Linked DNA regions of Rattus norvegicus: regions 1 and 3 are each linked to region 2. The links are chromatin contacts, called in public Hi-C maps. All regions are on one chromosome and are shown on one strand. Each heading gives the region's core, a stretch centred on a gene start, on an enhancer-like site or on the middle of the called end of the contact. The rest is flanking DNA. Distances are from core to core; before and after follow the strand shown. Region 1 holds the start of Kdm3a (lysine demethylase 3A). Region 2 overlaps Reep1 (receptor accessory protein 1). Region 3 overlaps Kdm3a (lysine demethylase 3A).

What was found. A called contact is a pair of places that touch in the nucleus more often than the background predicts.
Region 1: a Hi-C map of Schwann cells shows a contact between it and region 2, with 5 times the contacts expected there. The contact joins the promoter of Kdm3a here to the enhancer-like site in region 2. A contact is called at or near these places in 6 of 12 Hi-C or Micro-C datasets (Schwann cells, frontal cortex, hepatocytes and 3 more) and 1 of 1 datasets of contacts at active chromatin or transcription factors (oligodendrocytes).
Region 3: a contact with region 2 is called in a Hi-C map of psoas muscle, with 3 times the contacts expected there. The contact joins two enhancer-like sites. A contact is called at or near these places in 10 of 12 Hi-C or Micro-C datasets (the Rat2 cell line, Schwann cells, frontal cortex and 6 more).

What each region holds. Positions count from the first base shown.
Region 1 is chr4:105,232,048-105,236,194 of GRCr8, forward strand. Kdm3a (lysine demethylase 3A) reads right to left here and starts at 1,323. Exons shown (of 26, transcript NM_001389240.1): 1 at 1,169-1,323; 2 at 390-605. The coding sequence starts at 575.
Region 2 is chr4:105,411,031-105,415,271 of GRCr8, forward strand. All of the region lies in intron 6 of Reep1 (receptor accessory protein 1), which reads left to right. Among named protein-coding and RNA genes, the nearest start is that of Mrpl35, 19 kb to the right of the region's middle. Within about 2 kb of position 2,736, at least 20 of the 93 cell types and tissues checked have an H3K27ac peak or open chromatin away from gene starts, as enhancers often do. A contact at or near this core is called in Schwann cells and prefrontal cortex, where this site is marked.
Region 3 is chr4:105,213,212-105,217,416 of GRCr8, forward strand. Kdm3a (lysine demethylase 3A) reads right to left here. Exons shown (of 26, transcript NM_001389240.1): 9 at 970-1,133. Among named protein-coding and RNA genes, the nearest start is that of Kdm3a, 18 kb to the right of the region's middle. Within about 2 kb of position 1,445, at least 2 of the 93 cell types and tissues checked have an H3K27ac peak or open chromatin away from gene starts, as enhancers often do.

The sequences.
Region 1 (4,147 bases), core at 73-2,572, 180 kb before region 2:
TGTCATCCACTTCTTTAACCTATTACTAATAAACAATATTCCTCCCGTTGAGGGCATAATCAGACTGTCCCAGCGGGACCCAGTGCCTGCGTTAATGAAGCATGTCTGAACAATCCTAAACCCACTATTGATCTCGGGCCACTGGAGCTCTAGGCCAAACACACCTTAACACTACACACCATTTCAAAGACTTTCATGGTCTAGAGTTCTGCACCTCCTGATCACCTGCCAACTTTCTAGTGGCCCATTTCAGAAAAGGGAGGGAGGGGCGCTTGACTGTCCCGTTACCAAGGTAACTGAAAACCGTCTGACTGCCCAGCCCCCAGAAGATGGTTTTGTTTGTTTGTTTAGGGGTTTTGTATTTTGTTTTCGTCTTTTTGCTTTTTTACCTTCAAATCTTTCTTGGTAACGTCAGTGTGAGAAACAGCTCGAATGGTCCCGGACAGCCAGGGCCACTCTGCAACGCGCTCCAAGTCCCAGTTGTCGTGGCCGCCGTCGCTGCCTTCAGCTGCGGACAGACTGAGGAATCGCTTCCCCACCAATACTGGCCAACTTTCTCCGAGCGTGAGCACCATGGTTTCCACGCCAGCAGGAAGGGCTCCTCCCTGCAGAAGGCACAAAAACAAAATGCGATGGGGGCGGCCGAGGTCGGAGGCGGCCCGAAAAGACGAAGCGCCGACGGGGACCGGTGGAGTGACACCCCCGCAGGTGGATTCCGCACCCCAAGCTGCCACCAGCGCCTCCCCACCCCCCCACTACTCCCCCCCGCAAACACCCGCCGGAGTGCCGCGTGACCCTCTCGCCCCAACAACTTTCGCTTTTTCCAAACCTTTCAAAGCTGGACACTGAGAGAGAGAAGGGAGGACTGAGCCGCAGCGCCAGTGCTTTTGCCTAAGTGTTCGTCCCCTCGCCCTGGCAAAGAAAAGGCTCCCTCAGTGCCTAGGGCCCGTCCCAGCGGCCGGTCCCCGCCCCGAGCGGCCTCGGAGCCGCCGTGGACTAGCTCGAGACTCGACACTTGCCGCGCCCCCGCCCCCCGCTTCCGGGCCGCCGACTCGGGCGCACCCCCGCCCGTCCTGAACCGTGAACCGAGAAGACGCGGCGACCGCCCGCGCGGGTCCTTCACCCTTCTCCCTCTGTCTCCCGCAGCCGAGGCCCGCGGAGCGCTTACCCCGCCTCCCGCCTCCCTGAGTCACCCGCGACGGCGGCAAGAGAGCCCAGCCGCCCAGCCGACTCTAGCTCTGACTTGGTTCAAGAGCTCTCTCACACAAGACACGCACAGCCTCCCGGGCCCGCCCCCTCGGAGCCGCTGCCACCGATGATTGGCTGAGTCGCGGGGGATAGGCGGGGCAGCCAAGGAAACTCTTGGTTCCTAATGGTTAAACTGAAGAGGGCGGGGTCGGGAAAAAAAAACAATTCCTTGGCTGCCTCCTCCCTTCCCCCCTCCCAGCACCGACTGGAAGCCGACCCCCATTAAAGCGCGCAGACTGCGATCAGCAGATCCTTCCGCCGCAGCTCCATTCTTCCATTTGTTGCCTCGCGCTACGCAAAAAAGTCCCGCCGAATCGGTTATCGACTTTGAGGCCAGAAAAGAAAATCACACAGGCTCACAGATAAGAGTGAATGGGGAGACCCAGGACCATGAGCGCCTATTGGATTGCACTTGAAGCGCGTAGGCTGTCGAGCAAAGACGGACCTTCCACTAGGCGGAAGAATCTCACGGGAAAGGGGCGGGGGCGGTACACAGCCTGCGGGGGAGGGACAGCACCGGGACGTGCGGTTTCAAGCGTACGCAGCTAGAGGGGGAGGAGCGACTGGGCTCCGGGGGCTCGTGCGCAGGCGCCAGAAGGGGCGGACTCTGGAGCTTGGGTTGATGGGTGAAATGGCCGCTGGAGGCGCAGGCGCACGTGGTATTGATCATGACTGTCTAGGTCCGCCATTTTGAAGGATAAATGAAGAAAGGCAAGGAGTTGCTGGAAAACGATGTTCATTAAATCTAAAGGCAAACAATTTATTCAAAACTATGTGGAATGCAGGGTTTCTTTAAAAAAAATGTAAGGTGGATATAAGATGTTTTGAGACAACAAAGAAATTGAAAAAGGAGATGAAGTTGATGATTAAAGAGCTAATGGAAGAGGTGACTTTGAAAGACAAAGGAGAGAAAAGACGATTTTGTGGTTTGGACCAGAGGATTCTTGGTTGAATCAGAAAATGGAATGAATAATTGAAGACTTCTTTATGAAGCCTGGTGTTTGACCTAGCATCGCACTTAATCTTTATTATAGAATGAAAGGAAATTTAATTTTAAAAGTATGAAAATGAGAATTAAGAAAAAGTTCAAAAAGTAGTAGAAAATGAATACACAATGCAAATTAGTGCCAGATGTTCATTTTGAAAAATACTTGGTTTGAATACATGACGTCAGGATGTTAAAGCTTAAATAATGCTGAAGTTGAATAAAACTGAATTCAATTTATGATATTCGAACCATTAAGAGATGGGAAATGGAATGAAGAAACCTATCCACTTCAACAAAAGGCAGAAATGGGAGCAAGAAAAACAAAAGAAAGAAGAAGAAAGTATGGTTAAAAATAAAATGACAGGAATAAGTCCATTTGTATTTACAATAAATATAAATGGGTTAATTTTATAAATAAACATGGAGAGGTTCTTAGTGGTTTAAAATTTTTTGACATAAGAATTAAGTACAGCATAAGAAGCTTGAAACTATTACGGTAAATTTTTTATAAGACTAATCAGAGGAAAACTACATTAGCATCTTTATACATTATTTAATGAGGATATATTCTGAGAAAAGGTGGTTAGGTGATTTCATCATATTGATAACGATATGCTTATAAAAACTACCATGTCACTGAGAAAACCTTATGGGATCACCATTGTATATGTAATGTGTCATTCACCATAATGTTGTTACACAGTGTATGACTAAGAGTAAAAGCATAAAAAGAAAAAAATTATATTAATAAAGGATTGGTTCTATAAAATAATATGTATTATTGAATTATTCTAACTGAAAGTATTAAGTTAATAGTACTAAATTACAAGAAGGTTTTGACAGCTTATAATCACATTAAATACTATAAATCTATCTCAGAAATTTTAAAAACAAGAGGATGTGGAAGACTTAGATTACATGACACATAACTTGAAATTAACTGCTAAAGACATAAATTCCACTAAAACATGAAAAACATTTTAGGCATACTTCTACTAAAACACATACAATATTTTTTTTTTATTCATGATTCCAGAACCAAGAAAAGTTGGAGAGCTATCCAGTATACTTTATGAACTTACAAAGTCTTATTACCAAATAAGAACCAAAAAAATACAGCAACAAAATACAAACATAGATGGAAAGTTCTTTTATTTAGTACAGGTATTGGGAAATAATCATGTTTATTGCTAACTATTAACTATAATCATTGTATAAAATAATGGATTTTATTTGGACATTTTCATATGTAATTCATTTTAGTAATGTTCTTTCCCATATTACCTCTCTTATTTTCCATTGCATTCCTGATAGAGCTGCCAGAAATATTAAAAAGAAATTAAATGTTCATGAGCTTAAAACTTTAATGAGCTTCCTAGAAACCAATGTGTGTGTTTGTGTGTGTATGTACATGTGGTAACCCTGAGAAAACAACTAACAGATAATGGACTGGAAGAAAGGGTAAGATCATTCAGTTGTCAGCATTGTACAAGTCATATCCAATGGATGTGGGAAGAAAAATGGAAATAATCTAAATGTACTTCAATTGGAAAATGAGTAAATAAAATGAATAAAAAGAACAAGGAATAATGGCTCCTTTACACACTAATCTCTGTACTTGGAAAATGGAGGCAGGAGAATCAAGAATTCAATATTAGCCTCAGGTATATAGGAGTTCAAAGCTGGTGGGGGGTTACCTGAAACTGAAAAATGAACAAAAGAAAGAAAAAGATGAAAAAAATAGATAAAAGAAATAAATGGAATGTGACATATAGTGAAGTTTCAGAGTACTTGAAAAAGAATCAAAAATTCTACACGTACCAACAGATTACCAAAGCTCTTTGAAGAAAAGTACTTCATGTGAAGTCATTACTTAACACACATATAAAAATATTTTATGTGGTCCATTAA
Region 2 (4,241 bases), core at 1,486-3,985:
GTCCACTACTCTGGAATCTTCTTCCTGCTCCCTAGAGCTCCTTGCAAGGACCCAATCCCATGATTCCTCCACAGTGGGACCATCTATATCCTTAAGGACAGTTCTCCATTCTCTGGGCCTCCTCCCTTCTGAGCGAGGGGTTAGATATTTCTGTGGTCCCTCCAGCTCTATGCCAGTGAAAGGCACTCTACTGGGGAGTGCTGGCAGATGGGCTTGGGATGTGCTTGTCTTGTACCAGGGGCTGGAAGCTGACTCTTAAGCTTCAGCACCATTTGAGAGGATTCCAGGGGGTCTTGGGTGATCCCCTGAAATTATGTCCTGTGAGATGGTGGTTCAGTCCAGAGCATAGGAGGGTTCTAGTCATCCTTGGAGACTGAACTTTCCAAAAGATATGCAAATACAGGTCTTAATTCAGACAGTGGAGAAAGGGAAAGTGGGAATTTGGGGAGCTGACAGTCACCTGACAGGGCAGTGACAGCATTAGAGCTCAGAGCCCAGCAAGCAGCAGTTGTTAGTCGGGGCCTATTCTCAATTGTGCCTACCAGACACTAGAACATTTTCTCCCTACCTCTCTGCTTCATTCTGGTTGTCAGTCAGCTCCCTGCTGTTTCCTACATATTTTTGTCTCTTTGTAGATGCTTCCTGTCCGGCACCTTTCCTCCCCCTTCTTCTCTCTTCCTCCCTGAGCTGCCTGTCATCAATCAGAGGGGTGTATCAGGACTAAAAGTCAAGCAGGCAGGGAGTACATTTAAGTACATGTGGGTTTCATTCCAAAGCCCCTTCTCTAACAGGATGTTCTTTCCTTTCTCCTTGGTGACTGCTGGGACCCTGGATGTAAGTGTTCAGACAGGCGTGTCCTTTCAGCACATCTGCTGCCTTGCATCACTAATGTGTGCCGTGTGGGATGCATGCTAACCTGGGTGTCGTGCTGCACTGTGGGTGGGTGGCTCAGCGCCTGGCGCTGGCAGATCTGTTCAGGTCTTTAAGGACTGAGACAAGCCAGCCCCTCTTTTCAGTTCTCCAGTGCTGACACTAACACACACAGGTGCTCCATTGTGGAAGACAACTGGGACCCCTGTCTTTAAGTAGAAACTGCCAACCTTGACCCAACCATGACAAGGCCTGGGGTGCCCTTGCTGAAGGGTCAGGAAGACTTCTTATGGGAGAGCACATACCCACAACACGTTCTCAGGATCTTGGAGTCTTAGCCATTGTTAAGATAGAGGACATATTATGTCATAAGTCTATGAAAATCTACAGGTACACTCCGTATTTTCCTGCTCAGTCACTTGTCCTTGATTCTCAGATTGATACCACCCTTCAGTGTGGACAAATTCAATGTGACTTATTTCTTATTTATTCTGCTGCTTGTTCCAAAAGGTATGTGTGTATGGATTGTGTGTGTGTGTGTGTGTGTGTGTGTGTGTGTGTGTGTGTGTGTGTGTGACAGAGGAGGGAGAGGAGAGGGAGGGAGGGGAAGAGAGAGAGAGAGAGAGAGAGAGAGAGAGAGAGAGAGAGAGAGAGAAACAGTAAATCAAAGGTATATAGGATCAGGAGAAAATTGTAAGTGCAGGCCACCTGCTCCTTCCTCACACCCACCGAAGAGGGAAAGCAGTAACCAGCATCCACAGTGCACTGGCACTCAGAAGTGTGGCTGTCCATGTTATTTTCTGCCCCAAGAGTGAGACAGACTGTACAAACAAGGGACTAGGGACCCAGCTTAGTGGTAGAGCATTTGCCCAGCATGTGCAACGGCCTGGATTTGACTTCCAGCATTCAAAAAAGTAAAAATAAATGGTAAATACCAACAGCACACTTGACAGACACACAGGAACCATTCTAACAGTTGGGCTGGTTTTTAGGCGGGGTTCTGGGTCGTTTCCATCTGAAGCTATTTCTGTCCCCCAGCCACCCACACTGGCCTCCTTTGCTCCCACCCTCTGCCCAGATCAGTTCAGGCTTCTACTCCTGCCTAGATATCTGGAATGGTCTCCATTCCTGGGAGTCACAGGATTACCTCTTTTCAAAGGTTCAAGGTTGCAGTGAAGAGTGTGCACAAAGCCCTGTTAAGAGTTTCAGTACTGAGATGGGCACTGAATTTTGTTTCTTTCTTTGTTTTATTTTGCTTTTGTGTCTGAGACACAGTCTCCACACTGGAGCCCAGACTGGCCTGGAACTCACTATGTGGCCCAGGCTAACCCAGAGAAAACTTGTGCCTCTGTTTCCCGGTGATCGGATATTGGCATGCATGCCCACTCGTGAGACGCCTGTTATTGTTGTAGTTAATGTGCGGTTTGGATGCTCAGCCTCAGTATGCTCTGGAAGGCAGGCTGAGGAATTACACACCCGAGGGTCCTGCTGTGTCTCTGGGTTATCATGCTGCCCGTGACAGCTGGCAGGGGAAAGCCCTGGGTTTAAGGGCACACACCTGTTCAGAGGTCTAAACTCAGCCAGTGAGGAACGCCATCCTGAGGATGCAGTTTTTTGCTGGGTAGAGCTAACCAGGATGCTTCTGCATTTACTTTGGCCTTGGGTCCTGACTAAGCAGGAGGAATCCTATCCAGAGGAATGTCCTGGTTAGTAAGTGCCATGCCCCAGTGTGGAGCAGATCTGAACCGTCTAGGATGGCAGCAGGCTTCTGCTTAGCTTATTGGGCTATCAGTGCCAGCTGAGTGCCCAGCCCTCCCTCAGACACTCAGAGAGTAAAAGGGATGAGCAGCCACAGCCCCACAGCTCGGGATGTTTTCTGCTGAGACAAGAGAACCATGGCATATGGCAGGAGCTGGCTGCAGGGTATAGACTCTAAGCATCATTCGGGGCTAGGGAAAGGCAGCTTTGGAAGACCAGGGTGTTCAAGAAAGGTGGGCTTACTGTTCTCAAGTCCAACAGCTGATTTAGGAAGGAAAGGACAAGAAAGCAACAAAACTTGGAGTAAACAAACTAAGAGAAGCACGGGGGCGGGGGGGGGGGGGAGGGCGGAGAAAGAGAAAGGAGAAAAAAAAAATCCAAGGCAAATTTGTGATGTCAGGCCCTGCTGTCCACCCACGGTTCAGCCCTGCAAGGCCTACTGATGGCAGCTGTGTGTTCGTGCTGCCCCCTGCTGGCTACCATGGAGCACAGCAGTGGAAACTGGAAAAGCTTAGTTGCAGCCTTAGTTACAGCAACCAGCCCTCTGGTGATAAGATTGGAGCCAGATCTGCGACTGAATGTGACTTAGAAGCAGCAGCACTGTATCTCAACAAGAGCTGGGGTTTCTGTCTGTGGACCTTAGAGTTGTGAAACAGGATGAGTTGTGGACCCTCTAGCTCTACCTTCTGTAATTCTGGATGGAGACAACATACCAAGAATAGAACGATGTTCTGGATGAAGATAATACACCAAGAACAGAACCATGGATGTGTTTGTGGATGCCAGATAAACTGGGTAGGGCAGAGAATAATTTACAGACTGCCTAAGCTAGGGCATTCTGGCTCAGCAACATGGCCGCATCCAATGGGTCACCTTAATGCTGGAGTGAAGTAGGAATCTTGCTGTCACATGCGGGTGGGATAGGGGATGAGTTCAGATTTCGCATTTCTATGAGGGTCCTCTGCTGTCTAGCACCAGGTATTTTGAAATGAAAAATCTGCACAGTTCACCTTAAAATGATCCCTTTGGGTCTCTAGGCCTACATTTTACATCCTGTGTCTTACAGAATGCCTGGTGCTGCATAGACAAGGGTGCTGCACTGTCAGCATCGCCTGTGTGTAGTTTAGGAAGCATCACCTCTCAGAGGAACAACTCTGGTCTTCAGAGAGGCTTTTTCCTGGGCACTCCTCAGGTGCTCACTCACAGGTCTAAGGATCAGTCCATGGCAAGCCTCAGAGTTAAGGACGTGTCCTCTCCTGTCCTCCTTCAATGGCTTTGAGCCTACAATTCATTCTGTACAAGCTGCTGGGTCTTCCACTGACACCTTCACTTTCCTGAGTTCCCTAAAGTACCACTCTTCAGATCTGGAGCCCTGGCCGTCCTAACAGGTTTGCTGTGCCGTGTACCTAATCTCCCCCTCTGCCCATCCTTGCTCTCTTCTACACTGACCCCTTCCCGCCATCTTTGTCTCCTTTGTCAGATGGACATTAAGTGGTGGAGGGAGATGTGAGTGAGGGTGGTGTGAAGTCTTGGGAGCCCCACCAGGTCCAAAACCCACTGGCGTTTTCTGACGAGGAGGAGGAGGACCTGTTGGAGTTCATATACAAATATAA
Region 3 (4,205 bases), core at 195-2,694, 200 kb before region 2:
TGTACCACACCACCTGTGTGCCTGGTGCCCTTGGATTCCCCTGGAACTGGAGTTATAGATGATTCTGAACCACCATGTAGGTGCTGGGAATTGAGCCCATGTCTTCTATAAGAACAAGAGCTCTTAATTGCTGTGCAATCTTCCCAGTCCCCTCCCACTATTTATTGGGGAATTCATATTAGAGTTCTCTGCCTAGCCAAACAACACTCTTATTTCTATACTATTTCTTTTAGTGCTGTTGCTTCAAATCTGGTATTTTATTCTAGAGAAGTACTTCTCATTTACACTTTTAAATTAGAAATCTTTATTTAGGTATTATTAAACTTCCAACTGTTTCGCCCTTCAAGCATACATATGCACGTTAGTACATGTATGTATGTGTAGGTTTGCATACAAGTCAACCAACACTGTGCACTGCTCCTCAAGCTCCATCCCAGGCTGCCACCCACTTTTATCCTAGTTAATTAATGTACTCTCTCCCACATTTTTTACAGCTATCTTCCAACCTGACTTTTGTACATCAGAGTCACTCTGACCCATCTTCAAGTCTGTATCAACTGCACATACAACCATCACTTCCTCACAAGAGAAATCCTTCCCTCTGTCTACTTTAAATTTCTAACCTTCCCATTGTTTTCTTCACCTGTGAACTGACAGGCAAGGCACTGGTTCCATATATTTGTGTTCAGCTCTTCTCTATAACCACATTTTGACTAACACTGGGGTTCAATGCATGTGCCACCCTCTCCTTCACACCCCACTGATCAAAGTCTTCTACATATAACCAATTCGCTCCCTTTTCTTCCATGTTTGGGTGCCTCTAGTACTTGCACCACTGAAGGTCCCTGATCAATCTGACCCACGTAGCTCCTATGAAAATGCTCCAGGAATATGAGATACAGAAACAATGAGCTGTGAATAAAATGATTTACTTCTGTGATTGAACACTCTGAACAGAGCACTACTCACCCTTGAGGAAGTTTTGCTCCAATGTTAGGTGGAGAATTGGCTGCCTGGGGAGTGTTCTGCTGTCTTGGGCCCTTGCTAGATGGGGTTGCTGCAGTACAGCCAAGCAGGATCTCCTTACACACTGTTGTGGGAACAGACTGTACAGGACACATACTGGGAGAGACCTAGAAGATACCAAAACAACAGATATTAAATACAAGATCCCTAGTGGGCAGTTACCGTATGTTAATGAATTAAAAGTAATTTCCTTTGTTTACTACTAAGTAAGCACAACACCATTGCCAAATAAAGACCAGCAGAATGAACGTGATAAACTCAATACCAAGGACACTTATGCAATAATCTGTAAATACAGCACTCTATTTTTCATGAAATTTAAGTCATCCTATCTTTTTCGGAACTCTGTTACTGTATGAGGAAGAGATGTGGCAACTGCTTTATTAATGTGATGTGCAGAGCAGAGGTGAACTTTTACATGACAGCTTCAATGGTAGCTGTTTCACATGCACTCATCTGGACATGACTTGAGTGCCCACCACGCACTTACTGCGTAGATTGGCAGGAGACCAGACACTTAGGACTCTTGTAGGCAATGGAACCTACGGGGTACCACACAAGCCTTGGCAATGCAATAGAGACTGGGGACACGACTCTTGTTCTTATGTGGGTCATCACAAAGGTCACCCCAAGCTGGAAAAAATATTAAGTCATGACTGGCCTATGGGAAAAAGCTAGAATATCTTTCCCCCTTCCTTTTGCATACAATTTTACCTTTGTAAAAGTAAAAATATTGGATCCACATATTTCTATTAGCAATAGAAACAAAATTTCCTACCATGAGAAGAAGAAACAAAACTCAAAAACCTCCAGACCACTTCAGTCTATCTATCCACTTTTACCGTCTTACTCATCTGCACATCAGTCCTATGCCGTCCTCAGTCATGCCATTCTACCAGACCGCACATTCACCAACCCAAACCTAACAACACCTAAACAATGACACACAACTTTCCTCAAGTCTTTAAAACCTGACAACTGGGGTTGGAGATTTAGCTCAGTGGTAGAGTGCTTGCCTAGCAAACGCAAGGCCCTGGGTTCGGTCCCCAGCTCCGAAAAAAAGAAAAAAAAAACAAAAACAAAACCTGACAACTGTCAACAGACTAAATGCTGTCTAATCATAAATCATTTTTTCACTTATTCTGGCAACTTTGAAGACTATCTAGCACACAATAAAAAAACACCTGAAAATCAGAAATTTTTAATTTTTTCTGACTCTACTGTTTTCAACCTAACTCAACTTAACTTTCTGTTGGTTTTGTACTGCTTTTTAGGGCTGGGACGTTGACTACACTCTCAGGTCAGTCAACTTTATACCTCCGGGCTTGTCTCCTAATCTTTTAAATAAAGAAATTAGTTGAGTTTATTTTTTTAAAGGTGCTTTTGACATACAGTTCTTTGATAATCACTTATTAAATCAGTAGTCTCAAAAGCTGAATTACCAAATCATTAAAAATGCTTATTCAAGATTTCCTTTTTTCAAGTATCTCTTCCATCTGCCATCTCCCTTCCTTTGAATACATCTAGAGTTCCTATACTAATGTTTATTCTTAAATTACACTCCAAAACCAAACTACTTCAAAATTTAGATCATAAATTGTAGAATACATGTATTTTTACTTTGTAAAGTATCAATCTACTTAAGTCAAGAAACTCCTCATCTTCCTCATTCCCAATACCCAATCAATAATCAATCAATCATGACTCCATTTTCAATGTATCCATTTCTGTGACACTACTACTGTGTTTCTCCCAGACTAGACTGACTTCTCTTCATTCTTGCTAATCCCAATCCTGATGCTCCTACCCACCATAGACAAAGCTTTAGAATCCCATATGGTCCAGTCTTTGGGCAACTATCAGTCCCATCTCAATGAACCTATTTCAACTGAACTGGCTTCTCTTCAAACACACTAAAAGCCTGTTCTAGGTTGGGCTTTGTACCTGCTATTTCTTCTGCCAACTGTTTTCAGCGGCTGGCTGGTTCCATCTTCTTGCCCTTAAATTGACTAATGTCCTCACAATTTCAGGTTACTCACTGCAAAATAGTGTCCTATAGCCACTCCTTAGTTTTATCCAGCAGCCCTTTCTACAGCGCCTGTCACACTGTGAAAGTCTCTTTTACTTAGCTGTTCTCAGTGTCCTCACAATGTACATTTGGGCACAGGCCCGCTCCTTTATTTCCTTTATGTCTGACATAAGGCAAATAGCAGGAACCCTGGTGGAGAGATTTATGAATGACCAGGTGGATGACAGACACAGTAGCACCTCATCTTCTTCAGTAGCTATAGGTGTTAGAAGTTACTTGAGAAGTTGGGCAGTATTAATGCTCACCACAATACATTAATATCTCCTATACAGTATGCAGTAAATATTCCTTGGAAGGGAAGATGGTGAAGAGGGGGAAAAGGAGGAATCTGCTCTTTTTACAATGGTAATTCACCACAAAAAGGAAAGGATTTGAAGAAAAGTAACAAGTGCAACACAGAGGGTAAAATCACTGGATTCAGATATCAAACCTTGGTTTGAAATCAAGTTTTTGGTACTTCTTAGCCACTGTTCCTGTTTATATGGTGATAGTAACATTTACAACAGTGATTGGCACACAGGTAAATCAATCTTAGAGATAAGCTCTCTTAAAGCAATAAAATCTCATACAGATGTTCTCAATTATGTCACTGGGCAACAAAATCAGCCTTAACTGAGAGTGCTTTTTCTTCAGGAAATGAAGAATGAATGTCTCTCCGTACCCTGCCTAAGACTCCACTTAACAGGGACACAACTCTTGATCCACAACCATTTCACGCACACACTTCTGCACTGGCCTCTGACTTGACAAAGGTCAAAGTTTCTTCTTACCTGAAGAGTTTTCCCTGAAGGTCTTCTATACCAGTCATGGCAATAGTTCCTCCCTGCCAGCAGACGGAGATAATATAATTGAGTGTACGACAGTATTCTAAAAAAGTCACTGCTGGCTCACACTCCTCAGCAGACTCTCCCAATTAACCAAGCAGTGTCATAACTCTGAGGAATAGTCTGCTAGGCAGAGAAGACCTTCAAGGAGCCAGATATCACACTGGCAAGCATGTTTATCTTAACCACACCACAGCCAAACATCTCACCTACCTAATCCTAAGCTCTTGTCTTCCAAAGACCACGTTAAAAGTAAGCCTGTGCCA